2 separate regions of the Ovis aries genome follow, and region 1 is linked to region 2. A link is a contact called in public Hi-C data. All regions are on one chromosome and are shown on one strand. Each heading gives the region's core, a stretch centred on a gene start, on an enhancer-like site or on the middle of the called end of the contact. The rest is flanking DNA. Distances are from core to core; before and after follow the strand shown.

Region 1 (3,105 bases), core at 98-2,597, 770 kb after region 2:
GCACCAATTTACATTCCCACCAACACTGTATGAGGGTTTCCTTTTTCCTACATTCTTACCAACATTTGTTATTTGTTAAAACTCAGATTTGTTTTTTTAAAAAAGGGGGGGCATCCTCTGACTCTGCAGTCAAAATAAGATCCCCAAAGTACATATTTTATCACAATAATTTAGCAATTAGATGATTATGTAATAGTGCCTGTTTCTTTGTTCTCATAAAATGTCATTAGGCAAAAATAGTCAATGTTGAAATTTAGCAGTTTTGGGGGGTATATACTCTTTCGAACTTTTACACATTTGAGATAAAATACAAAGCTCTTATGTTATATCTTGCAACGAAGACCCAACACAGTCAAATAGATACATATTAAAAAATAAAAATAAGCAGCACAGGTGGAAGTTTTGGAAACTTTTTTAAAAATAGAAACTTTCTAAAATAGTGAAAACTTATTAGATTCTGTTTATTGTACCTTGAAGGAATTTGTTCTTATTGAAAACTATCAATGAATGAAAAAAATGCAAATAGGTGCAAAGATTGGTATTTATCATGTTTCAAGAAATGATAAAGAGAATGAAAATGTATGTCAGCAAAATGTTAAACGTTCAAAATTGAAGTTGGATTTCAAAAGCATACATGCAGCTATTAGTGCTATGGACTAAAGACTATGTACGTGCTCACTCGTTCAGTCGTGTCGGACTCTGCCACCCCATGGACTGTAGCCCGCCAAGCTCCTCTGCCTATGGGAGTTTTCAGGCAAGAATACTGGAGTGGGTTGCCGTTTTCTGCTCCAGGGGATCTTTCCGACCCAGGGAATGAACTTGGGTCTCCTAGGTGTATTTTTCACCATTGAGCCACCTGGAAACCCCACAGACTCTATACTTAGAGGGTAAAATATTAAAAAACAACAACAAAGAATTAACACAATAGCAAATCATTCCGCTCCCCGGGCTGAAACGTGAAAAACGAGGATCACAATTCTAATCCACAGATTTTGTGTGGATGTATACTGGGGTTTGCGGGATGTGTGTTAGCCTGCGGTTTTCCAAGGAAAACGCAGGGCAAAGTAACAGCCTTTTAAGAGTTAGGTTGTATGACGTCACCATAGTAACAGCAAGCAGGGCTCGTGCGCCTATTTAAAGCGACTGCATGCTTTAGGAGCCACTCAGCCCGGTCCTCTTCCTCAGACTGCTCCGCCTCTACTTCCACCAGAGACTCATTCGCTCCGCCCCGCGAATTCCAAGTCGCCAATCACCATCCAGTTTTCCCTGGCTGTGGACGGCGCGTGCCCCGGTTTTAAAAGCTCAGGGCGGGGGGGGGTGGGCTTCTGGTTTCGCGCCTGCGCATTCGTGCTCTCGCCCCACGCCGGTTCCGCGTCCTCTCAGTGCGTGATCTCCGCGCCTGGCCCGAGAGGTCTCAAGTCTCACCGAGCTGTGGGCTGTCGCCGTCGCCGCCGCGATGGGAAAAACCGCGGACTCTCGGGCTACGGGAGCCCGGCCCGACCCGGTGCGGAGCTTCAATCGTTGGAAGAAGAAACACAGCCACAAGCAGAGCCAAAAGAAGCAGTTGAGGAAGCAGCTGAAGAAACCCGAGTGGCAGGTCGAGCGCGAGGTTATCAGCCGCCTCATGCAGAATTACGAGAAGGTGAGGCCGGCGCCGGGGAGGGGGCGCGGGGCCGCATGTCCTTGCCGCACTGGGCTGCATGGGCGAGCGGGCCGACCGGTCACTGGGACCTTGCCTGGGGAGCAGGAGAAGGGGGTGGGATGCGAGGTGCCTCCGGGGGCTCCATTGAGGCCACAGGTGGTCTGCTGGGTGCCAAGCCCAGGCCTCCTGACCGACCAGGCCGCCCTCTGGCTCACTACAATGGTTTTGATAAAATGGGGAAAATGTAGTAGTGCTTAAGCATAAGGAGATTAATTGCTATTATAGTTATCAGTTCAGTTCAGTCGCTCAGTCGTGTCCGACTCTTTGTGACCCCAGGACTACTGCAGCACGCCAGACCTCCCTGCCCATCACCAACTCCCGGAGTTTATTCAGACTCTTGGCCATTGAGTCGGTGATGCCATCCAACCATCTTATCCTTTGTCGTCCCCTTCTCCTCCTGCCTTTAATCTTTCCCAGCATCAGGCTCTTTTCAGATGAGTCAGTTCTTCGCATCAGGTGGCCAAAGTATTGGAGTTTCAGCTTCAGCATCAGTCCTTCCAATGAATATTCAGGATTGATTTCCTTTAGGATGGACTGGTTGGCTCTCCTTGCAGTCCAAGGGACTCTCAAGAGTCTTCTCCAACACCACAGTTCAAAAGTATCAATTCTTCGGCGCTCAACTTTCTTCATAGTCCAACTCTCACATCCATACATGACTACTGGAAAAATCATAGCTTTGACTAGACGGACCTTGGTTGGTTAAGTAATGTCTCTGCTTTTTAATATGCTGTCTAGGGTGGTCATAACTTTCCTTCCAAGGCGCAAGCATCTTTTAATTTCATGACTTCAGTCCCCATCTGCAGTGATTTTGTAATGTTCGTAAAAATAATACAACCTAATGGTAAATAATGACACATTGTAAGCCACTCACCATGTGGTTTACATTAATTATTTGACTTGATCTGAGGTATTGGGTCTTATTTCCCTTTTACAGATGAGAACCTTGAGGATCCAGGAGAATAAGAAACTTGTCTTTAGCTCTCACATGTATTAAGTGGTGTGGGATTGGAACCAAGACTCATATCTCTGATTCCGAAGCCTTTGCTTTTAACCATTATGCCAGAGTTGCGTCTCTGAACATCACCCATCCTTAATATACTTATTTCATTTTCTCAACTGAAGGACAGCAGCTTGTTACATGTCCCCATCTGAGAATTGCCATAGAAAAGCTGGATTCCTGGTCCATTTCTGATACGTTACCATCCTACAATGTAGCTGATGTTCCCAGATGAACATCCCTGTAGTTATCATTTTGACTTCTTGACTTCTCTTACCTGCTCAGGCTCCTTGGGACTGCCACTACCCTTTCTTTTCCTTCCCTGTAAATTTTGTGTCTGTTGGCCTTCACCCGCCTCACTCAGCCTTTCAGTGATTGCTTCTTTTCAGTGCAGTGTAATCAGGGA
Region 2 (3,357 bases), core at 317-2,816:
ATGGGAGTCTGATCATACCACTCCTCTGTTCAGAAACCTGCAATGATTGCCCATCTCACTGAGAATAAGAGCCAGTCTTTGCTGTGGTCTACAAGGCCCGAAAAGGCCTTCTGCTCTTCTTACTCTCTCTCTAAACACACTAACCTTCTAACTAACTGTTCCTCTGAAACTCTGGGCAACTTGCCACCTGTGCTCCCCCCATTGCTGTCCTCCCAAATATGTCCTGGCATTCTCCTTCACCGCTTTCAAGTCTTTTTGCTCAAATGCCATCTTCTCAGTGAGATCTACTTGGATCCCTCTGTTTAAAACTGCATTCCTCTTCTCTGCTTTATTTTACTCTATTCAGTTCAGTTCAGTCGCTCAGTCGTGTCTGACTCTTTGCGACCCCATGAATCACAGCACGCCAGGCCTCCCTGTTCATCACCATCTCCTGGAGTTCACTCAGACTCACGCCCATCGAGTCCGTGATGCCATCCAGCCATCTCATCCTCTGTCGTCCCCTTCTCCTCCTGCCCCCAATCCCTCCCAGCATCAGAGTCTTTTCCAATGAGTCAACTCTTCTCATGAGGTGGCCAAAGTACTGGAGTTTCAGCTTTAGCATCATTCCTTCCAAAGAAATCCCAGGGTTGATCTCCTTCAGAATGGACTGGTTGGATCTTGCAGTCCAAGGGACTCTATAGCTCTAACTTATTTCTCACATTTTATGTATGAATGAACAGTTCGGAAATGTGTAGAATACAATACTGGGTATATTGTTCAATTCAGTTCAGTCGCTCAGTTGTGTCCGACTCTTTGCGACCCTGTGAATTGCAGCACGCCAGGCCTCCCTGTCCATCACCAACTCCTGGAGTTCACTCAAAATCACGTCCATCCAGTCGGTGAGGCCATCCAGCCATCTCATCCTCTGTCATCCCCTTTTCCTCCTGCCCCCAATCCCTCCCAGCATCAGAGTCTTTTACAGTGAGTCAACTCTTCACATGAGGTGGCCAAAGTACTGGGGTTTCAGCTTTAGCATCATTCCTTCCAAAGAACACCCAGGGCTGATCTCCTTTAGAATGGACTGGTTGGATCTCCTTGCAGTCCAAGGGACTCTCAAGAGTCTTCTCCAATGCCACAGTTCAAAAGCACACACAGGTATATTGTAGATTCTACATATAAATTATATTCCCTTTATTTGGCCAGTGGTTTGAGGTCTGAAGTGATAAAGCGTAGGGGTCTTAGGGTATAGGATGTGCTGGTATACCTGATCAACCTCTTAGAGGTTATTTCAGTGCCAGGCCCTCTTGAGTAGAAATATTAATAGTTAACACGTTCGTGCATGGATTCATTGATTCATGCAAACAAATATTTCTTGGGGCCCTTCTATGCGCCAGTTCTTGAAAACAGCTATTACAAGCATTTCACTCAGGATAACGTCTTTTTCGTAACCTCCCCACAGCACGCGGCGGTGGAAGACACATACTCCTGCCAGCAGAGGGCGTCCCCTCGCCCTCGCGGCGTGTTCTGGGCCCACGACGCTTTCAGGCTCCCACGCTCGCTCCCGAGCGCGGCCCCGCCTGCCGCGTCACGTGACGCGGCCGCCGAACCAGAGCGGCCGGTCCCAAACCGAGCTAAATTCGTTGCCAGTGGCCTCTGCGGGTGCCACCACAGAGGCTCATCTGAAGGAGTGGGGAGGCTCGTGGAGCCGATGCTTCCTCTTCCGATTTCAGGTCGGCTCCTGTTCCCTCTCACCTTTCGCCGCTGCCGTCTCCCCGAGTGTTTGCATGAGCTCTCTCGTACGGGGAGGCCCCGGTGACCATGTAGGGAGGGAAGAGCGAGGAAGCTCCGGGAGTGAGGGACGAGGTCAGCGCTGTGTGCACGCCGGCGCCCACCACATCCACAGTGCGGGCCGGGGGGCCCCTCGGCCCAGGTGGGACACTCGGGCCTGCAGTAGTGGCCTGGCACGGAGCTCCACGAAATCTCGCGCGGTCTCGCGAGAGTCTAAGTTGAAGGAATATGGCGACGTCTAATCTGTTAAAGGTAAGACCCTCAGTCCGTCTTGGATTTCTACTCCGGGAGCGGTGGGTTCAGCTCTCGGGGAATGGCTCGGTTCTGGTTCAGCGGCGAAATGGGGGAGTGTTCAGGGGTTGTCTACCGGAAGGGAAGCCAGGGAGGCAGCCGCCGAGGAGTGGAACGCGATTCTCCGGCCTTGGGGTCGAGAGGCCCTGGTTGTCCCTGGTGCCGGTTGCCTGGTGTATGAAAGGCCCGGCCGAGGGCCGACGGCGGGCAGTGGTCTCAAGGGGCCAGCGCTGGCTCGGGACCCCGGAAGAAAGGTGGTGCAGCGTCCTGACGGATCGGTCAGTTAGTGTCCTTAGGGTCTCAGTTTCTTCTGAAGCGGGAGTCTTGAGACGCATTAAAAAAAAAAAAAAGAAAAGAAAATCCCAGAAAATGTTGCTAACAGGTTTTAATGACTTGGATCCCCACCTCCTCAGTTTCTCTTCTCATTCTGTCTGCGCGGAATTCCAAGTCAGACGGCAGCGCCTGAAGCCCCAACTCCCTCCCTTAACTGCGGGCTACACCTTCTCTTCTGTTCTTCCTTTCTTGAGTTCGTATGTTTACCCTTTTTAACTTAGGAAACTGTTCCTCAACCCCATTACAGCACGCAACCAGATGACTACAGTGGAAGCACTGCCGTTGTCTTAGGGCTTAGGAAAGTTGCCTTATCAAAGACAACCGTTAAAGTTAGTTTTATGTATTTGGGATAGCAAGGGGGATCTAGGCCTAGAGAAGCGGATTCTTTACCATCAGTTACAAAGTTGAGAGGAGAAGGAGGAAGACCTGACACTAGTTTCGTCTGTGGTATGTTTGTAGTAGGCAATACTTTATACCTTAAAAGTACTACTGAAATGGGGGTAGTGGATGAACTACTTCTCCCTCAAAAACCCTGTCAATTAGGCCTTCAGACAGTGTTGATAGAGAATAGAAAATATATTAAAACTTACTGTAACCTCACTCTTGTCTTCTTTAGACTACTGATACTAACTGTATTAGTCCCTCTAATTTTACTAATTTTAGAGGCAGTGTGTCTTCTTTTGGAGAAGGGAATGGCAACCCACTCCAGTGTTCTTGCCTGGAGAATTCCATGGATAGAGGAGCCTGGTCGGCTACAGTTCAGAGGGTCACAAAGAGTGACACTACTGAGCAACTAACAAACATATATACACCGCCCCCGCCCCTCCCCGCCCCGCCCCTCCCCTCCTACCCAACCCCGTGTCTTCTTTTAAAAGAGGGAGGGACCTAGAACTAGACCTAATTTCTGCTACTTAGAATTTCTGCTCCATGACTTTGGGCAAGTTTCTCTCCGTTCCTGAGTTTCCT

Evidence for each region. Hi-C and Micro-C count contacts between places; a contact is called where the count stands out from the background.
Region 1: a contact with region 2 is called in a Hi-C map of muscle, with 5 times the contacts expected there. The contact joins the promoter of DDX10 here to the promoter of CUL5 in region 2. A contact is called at or near these places in 5 of 16 Hi-C or Micro-C datasets (blood, hypothalamus, muscle and 1 more).

What each region holds. Positions count from the first base shown.
Region 1 is chr15:18,041,064-18,044,168 of ARS-UI_Ramb_v3.0, forward strand. DDX10 (DEAD-box helicase 10) reads left to right here and starts at 1,348. Exons shown (of 18, transcript XM_004016001.6): 1 at 1,348-1,642. The coding sequence starts at 1,457.
Region 2 is chr15:17,272,137-17,275,493 of ARS-UI_Ramb_v3.0, forward strand. CUL5 (cullin 5) reads left to right here and starts at 1,567. Exons shown (of 18, transcript XM_042232882.2): 1 at 1,567-2,019.